Regions from separate parts of the Mus musculus genome. Here region 2 is linked to region 1. Evidence: chromatin contacts called from public HiChIP or PLAC-seq data. All regions are on one chromosome and are shown on one strand. The core of a region is the stretch at or near the end of the contact, and the rest is flanking DNA. Distances in the headings are between cores, read along the strand shown.

Region 1 (5,098 bases), core at 290-2,789:
GAGTGGTCCAGAGATAATGGTGCGCCAACGCTTTCCTCGGCAGCTCCACAGGGTTTTCTCCTACAGTTCCTGACTCTCCCATGCCTGTAAAGCCCCAGGGACAAACCCTACACCGAGCACCACAGAGGTCTGTGACACCCCCCTCCCCCCACACACACAGTGCTCCCCATCCTGGCTGGCTATGGACCACATGGCCTCAAGCCCTTCTTAATAATAGTTCAAGAACTGTTGTCCCCAGGTTTTATAGAAAGTCTGAGGCCCAGAGAGGCTGTGAGTCGCTGAGAGGTCACACAGCAGATAAATGGCAAAGCCAATCTTAGACACTCGCCCAGGGTCTCGCTGCCTCCATCTTGGCAACCTCTCTACCATAAACCGGCTCTGACGGCTGCCTGAGCCAATTGCCACACTTACCCCTCTGGCTGCACCTCCTCAGCTCCTAGAGGTTCCTCGATGTACCAGCTGCTGTAGTCATCTGTCACCCCGGAGGAGGTCTGGCTTCCATTCTCAGATGCCTGGGACTCCATGCTCCAGCTCTTCTTCCTTGACCCCAGACAAGAGGGGGGAGGGGCATACAAATGTGAAAAGAGGCTTAAAAGGAAAAAAAAAAAAAAGAAGAAGAAGAAACAAAGGAACATTTCTTGTTAATCCTAAAGGTTACTTTCTTGCTTTTAGCTCTCTGGGAAAAGTCGTCTGGGACTGCAGGTCAGGAGAGAGCTGGAGGAGGGATTGGGGGGGGGGATTGCGTGGGGGCAGACAGGAGTCTTCTCTTGAACTTCCCTACCCAATCGTGTGGTCTGACAGAGTGTTCTGCACCCCTGGGGGTTCAGGCTCTTGCTGGGAGCGCCTAGTGGACCAAATGACCTGTTACCAGCTGGTCCACTTTCAAAGATCTCTCTTGTGCAAACTGCCCGCAGAGACCCCTTCCTTCCCCGCCCCAAGCCCACCCAGATGGACCCACAGACAGAGTAGAAAGGGGGACCAAGGAGGAAGGAGCCGCAGAGATGAAAGGGTGGGCGGGCGGGCTGTGGCTGGCTCCACTTGGTCTGTCCTGCAGCTGGTCTCTCCACCCCTCCTGCTCTGGGGTCCAGCCCAAGCCCTCCCCTCTTCACCAAGGCTCCCTTGAGACCATCCCCCAGTCTCATTTGCCTTTAGTCAGCCCCTTTACCTCTTCAGCCTCACTGCTGGGAACACACCATAATTCTTGATGAGACCCCGAAGATGGATGGCTGCTGACCGTGCACATGCCTACCTCCTAGCACCTGCCCCAAGCTCTCCTGCCTAAGCATAGCCCCTCTTCAGAACCCAGCATCGTGGCATCTTAGGGCAACACCCTACTGGGGCTGGCTACAGAGACAGGGAGGGAACCTATCCACATGGTCTCCTGAGTATATATGAGGGAGAGCACACGTGTTACACTAGTAAAACCTTTTTGTTCTTACGACTTGATTTCACAAGAAGATAACTCACCCCCACAGGCGGAAATGAGTCCTTCAAACTCAAACCAGACCTGGGAGAAGATGAACTTCGCCTGCCTGCCGCTGTTCTTGTTCCAGCCCCGGTGAAGGGGTGAGGGTTTTCCTATCCTCCCAGAGGAGCTGGACCCCTGGCTGCCCCCTCCCTTCCCTGGCCCAGCCTGTGGGGAGGAGCAAGAGGCAGACAAAGCAGAGAGCTGTTCTCAGCTCAGACCTGACATTCTGAGGCTCTCAATCCTTCAGTACTCCGCAGGGGATTTGGGCCACGGTCTTGTACAGATAAGCTTTAAAAGCATTTTTATTGCATTTATTTATTTTGTGGGTGGGTAGTTGGGGAGGGGGGATCAACACATGCCATGGCAGAAGACAGCTTATAGCAATTGACCCCCTCTCTCCATCATGTGGGTTCTGGGGAGGACAGAATACTGGTCACTGGTCCCCGGTGGCAAACACCTTTACCCACAGAGCCATCTGACAGCCCCCTCTTCCTTATAAAAACACACTCATTCATTTATTCTTTCAACAGAAGCTTACTGACCACCTACTATGTTCTAGGACTGCTCTGGATGCTGAGACTAGAGAAAGCACAGTTCAGAGGTCTAGCCTACCAACATATATAGCCTCCAGAGCCTGGGATTTGCAGGGGGAAGATTGTCCTGACCAGTCCCATTGGGAACTGTGTTTGCAAAAGAGCAGTGGGAGGAAGGAGAATTCCTGAGGAAAGTCACCTTTGGGTGGAGCTCCAAAGGACACCAGCTGGTCCCCAGGCCCAGATAGCAGAGAGGAGCTTGCTTGTTCACTGTAGAAGGAAGCTCCGGGGTGAACGTTCAGAGTGGACAGAACCTCAGTCTCACAGGCCCCTGCAGCTGGCAGCCAGGCCCATGAGGCCAGGTGGGGCCTGAGTCCTGTGAACCCTTGCTGCCTCCTTCCCAAACATCCTATCTTCCAGGAAGAAGGCTCTGCCTTTCTCCCCATCCCACAGAGGAATTGTGAAGATGGAGCTTTCTCGGATACAACTCAGAAACCTACGCTGAACTGTCTGATATCAGGGGTCAGGCAAATCCTGCCCCTCAGGCTCTCTGGGGACAGGGATCTACCTTCCCTGCTCTCTTTCTTTCCCTTAGGACAGTGCCTGGCTCCGAGATCACAGAGATTTTAGATCCAGTCTGGCAAAACCACTTCTTGTTTTAGTGCTTCTTCTTCACTCATGGTCCTATGTCATAAGGCTGCTACGTGCCAGGCTTGCTGGAGCTCTCTGCTCCAATGCCAGAGCCTAGCATACCCTTCACCTCTCAAGGGTCACAGACACTCAGCATAGAGAGCAATCAATCCATATCTCAGCCCTGCCTCTCATGATACTGTTAACAAAGAGCTCAGTCCTAGACTATGGCCATTGCCTGAACAAGACAATCGTTAGATACCTCTACCTGTCAACTTTGTTCTGCCTTAGAGGGATTCCCTGCCACCTCCCAAGCCTTGTTCATTCATTCATTCATTCCAAATATCTTATGTGATAGTTGTGTCTTACCTACTGATGTCACCTACTGATGTCCTTGAGATTTAACATGTAGGGAGGTAGAAAGAGACAGTTCACCACGAACCATCAGAGCTGAAGAGAAAATACAGTGAGGGGAGGAAAGGAGAGATGGGCAATGCAGAGCCAGCTATATGCAGCCTAATCCTGAAGGGAGGGAGGAAGGGACCCTATCAGGCTACCAGAAGGAACCTCTGTCCACTCAAAGGTGAACCCATGTAGATAGCCCCTTACCAAGGCCAGGTATGGTCACTACCCCACCTTCCTGCACCAAATCTGCTCCCATAAAGCCCAAGATCCCAAAATACCACCTCCCTTTTCCCTAGGGAGATGTAGCAGCCACCTTGGTGGCAGCTCTACCTCCCTGGCAGGAATAAGGAAAGTATACACTTTGTCTTTCTCTGTTCCCATGGACCCAGAAGCAGCAATGGAGCCAGCACCTGGGGCAGAGCAAGGGAAGCAGGGCAGGTTCCCACACGGCAGAGGGTAGGGAACTTTAGGGAGAGGCAGACTACCTGTGGTCGAGTGTTGGTTCTGCCCCTGCAGCCCTGAGTGACTCCTTACTCTGGTTGGGTCGTAGCCCCACCTCTGTGGCAACCAGCCTACAGAGTCTTCTATTGTGGCTTTTCCCCCAAGACAGTCTTCAGTGACTTCACAGCCCGAGAATGTGGAGGCGCCACACCAGACATTGTTGTAGCAAGCATATCAAAGTGTATCAAAGCCACAGAAGCCAGGCTGTGGCTATTCAGCACCCTGCTCCTCCCCCACGCCTTCTATCTACCATCCACTCTGGTGGGAGCAGGGGGAAGATCCACAGGTAATGAGTAACCGTGTCTCATCTGAAGACAAACCCACTTCTTAAGCCCAAGGTTCTTCACCCTGAAATATGAACAGCATGGGCTTTCCACCTGCACACCAGGGGACTAGCTCGGAGAATGATAATAAATTGCCTAGCCACATGGGCAAGCTGGTAAGGGGAAAGGTAAGAGATGCTCTTGAAGGATTTCTGCAAAGTCCTGGGCAAGAGGACCCAGCCTGCTCCTGGGAGCTGGCTCCACAGTAGCCCATGTGAGTTCTGCTCTCAGGATGGTGTGCTAGAGAGAAGAGGTAATTCGAAGAAAGAACTATAGAGACCAGGGCAAAGTGGAGGACAAAGGAGGGAAAACAATCTTGGAGCCTTCCTGGCAGAGGCGATATGGAACACGACCCTGAGACCAGAGAGGTCAAACTAGACATAGTCACAAGAACGAAGTGTCTTGGGAAGCTGAGAGACGGAGGCAAAAAGTACAGAGCAAGGGGTGGCAGGGCTGCCCTGCCCTCCCACTACAGCCTGTGTGAGCTCCAGTGACTAAGTACCAAGACCTCATCCAGCTAAGGCCCTTGGCCATCTGGGCTTGGTAGAGAGAAACCTCGGAATGGAGCTGGTCCCTAAAAGCTTTGGGATAAGGCTTCCTTCCTCTTGATGTTTTTGTTCAAGTTGATTAAACCTGAGGAATGTTTGTGTCCAGGAATAGAGGCCCACGTGGGTGCCTGTGGTTATCAAAATCTTCAAAGGGCAAAGTGCTAAGCTCAGAAGGAGCCAACTACAACCTGCAAGGAATGTGGGCAGCAGCACCCCCAAACCCTCAAAGCAGCCCCAGAACTCTAAGGCACCAACAGAATCCAGCAATATCTCCTACATGTCAGCAACCCCACGAGAACCCTCAGAACACCAGTGACTCCCTTGGTCCCCTCAACACTTCACAAGCACACAAACTCACTTTAAAAACCACAGGACTTCAGCCTGGGGATAGGAAGAAGGAAGGTCCAAACCCCAGTGAGCAGCAGCCATAGCCCACAGACCCCCATCACTCTCTACCATCTTATCCCAGCCTATACACTAAACCCAGCAACATACCCCGAGTCCTATAGCACCCAAAACAGCTACATCCCAATCCCACAGAAAGATACAGGATCCAATGGGTGCTTCAGTCTACCCTGGAGCTGGGTGATGCCCCACCCCCACAGACATCATGCAGGTTAGGCAGAAAGGCTTCTGTAGCCCCAAGAAGGCAGGAGATTGGGAGTCTGACCACCCGTACACAACACACAC
Region 2 (5,201 bases), core at 964-3,463, 320 kb before region 1:
TGTGGGGGTGTGGCAAGGCTTGTCATACTCAGGATTGGGGCATCTTTGCCTTTCCCAGGCAGCCTGCCTGACCTGGTGTTTTCTTTCAAGTGCTTATAGGATTGTCCCAGAGCTTCCTTCTGAGTCTGTTCCAAAATTCTTTTATAATTGAAACTAGGAATCCTGAGAGGGGACCCCATTTTCTTGGTAACATATGGTAACCTAGCTGAGGCTCCATGAAGTTGTCAGTAACGGTATGGCTAGACTTGGGAACTTTACAGAGTGGCTAAGGCACTGGAGTGTTCTTGGATTCTTGTTGGTGAGGATAAGGAGGGAGAGCGGAGGTGGTGGGAGAACAGAATGGGGTGCCTGCTTGAAGATGACAAAAGGACTAGGCAAGAGGAAGAGGTTGGGCAGACAAGTGAAGAACATTCTTGTGGGGTCCATTCTGGATTCTGGGTTCTTCCCTGAGGGTGACACAGGGTGCTACACAAACTAGGCGGGTATCTTTCTGCTCCCTGCCTTTCCTGCCTTTCCCTTAGAAATGCCATCATGCTGGGCTCCACAGCAGATCCCTAGGGGGATAAACAAACCTGAGTGCCCAGAGAAGGATTGATAGAGAAGGGCCAGAGATGAGGGTGGGTCTTCTGCTCAGACCTGGTTCTCATGCTGATGACCGGAGCCTGAGCTGGGAGGACCTGAAGGGGAAATTGTCAAACTATCCCTTCATTCCACTGGACTCCTTTCCAAAGGGGCAGCCGGAAGGGCAATCAGGAGGTGTGGAACTTAATACTGTAGCCCATACTCCAGATAGGAAATTTATTTTCTTAATCCTGGGTAAGCTAACACTATCCTCCACATCATAGTTTCCTGATCAGTAAAGTGAGGCTTGAAACCACATCTCAGGATTGTGGCATGAATTTTAAAAAGAGAGCCACACCGAGGATAATGTATGTAAAATTCCTAACATGATGCCTGGCAAGGGGCAGCTCCCAACCACTAGCTGTAATGATGGTTACTATTACTAATCCCGTTGGGCAGTGCTTCTCCACCTTTGAAAACTCTAGGTTCCTTTGTGAGAGGCACACAGGTCTCAAACCCCTGCCTTCTTCCACACAGGATTTAAAAAGAAATAAAGGCTGGAGGGGTGGGGAGACATTTCAAGAACTTACAAGAGAGCTTCCCAAATACAGGGATGGCTCCGGGTGGGCTGGGATGGGGAAGGTGTTCTGGGCTGCATTTCTGAGTGTGGTCCCGAGGCTCGGAGCAACCACTTGGGTAGGACTCCCCTCTTTCCCAGGCTACCCGCAGTGTGTGTTGGATCCCCGCCCAGCCTCGCAGCTCAGGCCGCAGTGACTTTGAGCCAAGAACAGAGGAAGCTCTTTCGAATACAAATACCTTTGGACCCTCAGATCCCAGCCGGCGCGCCATTCTCATGCTAATGAATGGGGCTCCAGTTCAGGTGGTTTTGAAGGGGAAATTGCCAACACAGTTACCCAGCCCAGCCTGCTGCGTTTCTCCTCTGCCAGGACTAAGACCTCGGGGATCATTTTTAGCACGGCCTCCAGTACCAGCACCAGCTCTACCCCAGTGACTCTATAGTTCTGCAAGTCTCATGACTGGCTGGGCTCCATTATTTGGGGTTTATGAACTGAACAGATCCTTCTAAATCAATGTAATAATTCACGTGACAGTGATAGCTGCCATTCACACACCTACTCTCCAGTCAGGGTGTTTGGGAGTGTGCTCAGAGCACTGGGTCCGTCATTGTTCCGTCTGCAGCAGTGAGGCCCAGAAAGTAAGGCAAAGTGCTCCAGACCTTGCCACTGTGGTGCCAGGCTCCAAAGTCAGATGTTGTATAGGGCTACACCTGTAGGACATAGGCCTTGATCATAGGTCACATCACCCTATGATCATCAGTTTGGGGTTTCTGGGCCTGTAAATATTCCCCCACTGAAGCCCCATTTCATTTTTCTGTTGTCTTATCATTGCCCTCTCCCCTTTTATCCAGACCTGGACAATACCTGTTTTAACTCAATGAACTACTCACCCTTCAAGGCCTAAGTCACTTGTACCAGCTCTGCTACATAAAGCTGTCCAAGCAAGCTCTCTTCATTCTGTCTCCACTGTTCAGATCTTTAGGATAGTCCTCAGGTGTGGTCCTGTCCCCTTCTGGGCTGGGAAGTACTTGAGGGAGAGTACCTGCCTAGTTCATCTCCACAATGCCAATGCCTGGCACTGAAGAGGTCAACTCAGGAACTTTGGAAAATTCCATCTCCTCTCCTGGAAGAGAAAGGTCATAGAGGACTTAGGCACCACCCCCTCCGGAAGGGAGGGGCTAATTACATTCCTCAGACAAGGTGGGGGGAGGGAGGAACCAACCATCAGCCACTTGCGGGTATGGGAAGTCCTGAGCACATAGACACATTCTGTGACCATTGGCCACCTATAGACAAGGGAAGTCCTTGCCACCTCATTCCCTAAAGACCAATCAGTTTAAAAGTCGCACTGTTCTGCCAATCACAATGTGCGCAATGGCTGCGGCTCTGAAAACTGTATAAAAACTTACCGAATGGGCTGTGCAGAGTCCTTGTTCTCTCTTCTTCTTGTGCAGGGTGACCCCAGCATGCTGGAACAATAAAATTCCTCTTGTTTTTGCAACGATTCCCGGCTCAGCGTTGTTCACTGTGTGTGTGTTGGGGGCAAAGGTGTGTGTGGGGGGGAAATCTCTCACCAGAGTCTTACATTATTGGGCCTGGTAATCAGCTTCGAGAATGTTTCCAGGATGAGCCATTGACTAAAAGGGATGGTTCCAGTGGAGAAGGCTCTGGGCACTGAAGGGGGCACTGAAGCAAAAGTGTCATGAGCTCTTGGCATCATGAAGCTCCACACCTTGGCTTCACTCTCCCATCTGTGCTGGCAGTGTCTCCTCCAGAGCGTCCTAAGACAGGTCACTTTGTACCTCAGGGCCTTGACTAAGGCCAAGGAAAACTTGACTCAAAAGTGACTTCAGCCTAGATAGGCAGGGTACCAGCATTGCATTTGACACCCGTCTCCTACCAAGGTATGGGGAATGTGGCTGGTGGGTCACTGCCTCCTGCCTTTGGGGGGCTGCGTGGTTTTGGAGAGAGCATGTATACTTCTATTCAAGAGCAGCCAGACCTCTAGGTAATCAGGCTCTAAGCCACATCCCAGCTCAGATCAAAGGCAGCCAGACTATCGTCAGTTCACATGAGTCACACATTAGCCAAGCATCATGGGAGAGTGATCTTCCCCGTGAAGCCTCAGTCACAAATGCCCTGCTCCCCCACCTCTGCTACGAAGCCCAGACATATTAACTAAGCCTGCTTCCTTGAGATGCAAGACCTTCCACCCCCAGACACCTTCAAAAGGAGACATGTTCCTTGGCTGATGAGATGGAAACTCTCTCAGACTCTGTCCCCCAGTGGCATCTGCAGCACTGATAAGGCTCTACCCTACAGGACAGTGTGACTCAGCCTCTCCTCCTCCCTCTCTTCTCTTTCTGCCTAAAATCTAATACTCCTCAGATGACTTCTGAATGGACTTCCCCCTCCACCTTGGCAATGGCTAGGTTGCACACTCTCTCAACTCCTTCTTGAATTTTCCACCCCATCCTGGACTTAGTAGAGACTAGAGAAGAGCCTTGTAGAGACAGTGAGCTAAGCAAGCTCCAGGCTGGGGTACTCCTCTTTTGTTCAGCTCTGACCTGACTCCTGTCCTATAAAAGCCCACCCTGGCTCTGGAGCGGTTATGTGTAGGGTTCTGGGAGGTGGGGGGAGAGGGATACTTATTCAGGAAGTCATGTCCTGGAATTTATCTCCATAGCCTAAGAGGAGGAAGCACTACCCGGCTGGTGGTGCTGGGGTAGGCTGAGGGAAGGAAGTCATTGGGGTTTGATGGGAAGCTCATTTTGCCGTAATTGTATTGTGCACATTAAACCAGAAATTGTGAGAGTGAAGGCAGAGCAGGAAAGGTGCTGAAGGAGTTTCCAGGGGAGGAGCAGGGGCTGAGGAGGCATCCCAGACTCATATGGGACAAGGGGTGGGGCTTTAAGGTCCTCTGGGCCAGGCAGGGACAGCACCACCCTACTCTTTTATATTTACATTTTTATTTTCACACATATATGTATATGTGGCATGCATGCCTGTTTGGTGTGTGTGTGCGCGCATTTATGTGTTCAGGTAAAGGTGTGTTGAAGCTAGGGGTTGACATTGGGGGTTTTGACCATTCGCCATCTACCTCATACATTGAGGCAAGGTCTCTCATTTGTACCCAGAGCTTGCGGATTTGATTAGTTTAGCTTCCCATCTTGCTTTGGGGAGCCTCCATCTGCTTCCCAACACCCCTTAGAGGACTGGGCTTAAATAGGTGTGCTAACTTCCTACCCAGCATTTAGATGGATGTGGGGATTAGAACTCAAGTTCACACAAGTGCTTTACCCACTAAGCCAGCCCCTCCCCAACCAGCTCTTGCCAGTTGAGCCTAAAGAAGGTGGTAGGCAGAATGCAAGAACCAGGTTTCTGCTAAACTGACTGTTCACTAAGTGGCAGGCCCTCTGGATCGTCTTCTCACTTACATGATGTTCTTCATTGGAACCCTTGAAACAAACAATTGAGGCAGACACGATGCTACCTCAATTCCCCACGAGAAACCTGTAAGAAATGGACATTCTTTTCCCAAAGACACACAGCGATTTAACAATTTAGCACAGTCCAGGGAGGTGAACCTGACTTCTGCAGTGAATATAGATAGGAAAACTGAGGCCAGGTCACTGGGGAAGATGGAGAAACCGTTTGCATGGATCTGATATCTTGATGTAAGCCCTACCCATGCAGCAAGCCAGGAGTAAATACTTTGGTTGATTCATCTGCCCCATCCACTTCCCCAGCATCTATTTATTTTCCTGGCTGAATACACAGAATATAGCCTGGCTCATGGTGAAGCCCAGAGTCTTACTTGCCAGAGGAAGAAGACAGCTGTCAACGGACCAAAAGAATAAGAATGCTTCCTGGAGAAGTATGTTGGGACCCTTGGCTGGGCTTCTTGCCCTCTCTAGAACCAAGATGTCACTTCTGCACACCAAGAGCTACCCCTACCTTGGGGCAACAGTGGAAGCCATGGCTGGAGAAAGCAAACAATTCCTGAAGGTGACAGATTCTCCTGGGAAGGGACTTAGCCCCATAGTCAGTAGAACAGGCCAC

The links. HiChIP or PLAC-seq counts read pairs in DNA pulled down with a chosen protein or histone mark.
Region 2: a FOXA1 HiChIP or PLAC-seq map of pancreatic cancer cells shows a contact between it and region 1. The contact joins the promoter of 4930461G14Rik here to the promoter of Stra6 in region 1. A contact is called at or near these places in 3 of 115 datasets of contacts at active chromatin or transcription factors (embryonic stem cells and pancreatic cancer cells) and 1 of 9 other capture datasets (adipose tissue).

The regions. Positions count from the first base shown.
Region 1 is chr9:58,130,516-58,135,613 of GRCm38.p6, reverse strand. It overlaps Stra6 (stimulated by retinoic acid gene 6), which reads right to left and starts at 1,539. Exons shown (of 19, transcript NM_001162476.1): 1 at 1,166-1,539; 2 at 412-540. The coding sequence starts at 524.
Region 2 is chr9:58,452,185-58,457,385 of GRCm38.p6, reverse strand. It overlaps 4930461G14Rik (RIKEN cDNA 4930461G14 gene), which reads right to left and starts at 2,213. Exons shown (of 3, transcript NR_040736.1): 1 at 2,030-2,213. It overlaps Gm32820 (a long non-coding RNA gene), which reads left to right. Exons shown (of 3, transcript XR_379493.4): 3 at 1-169.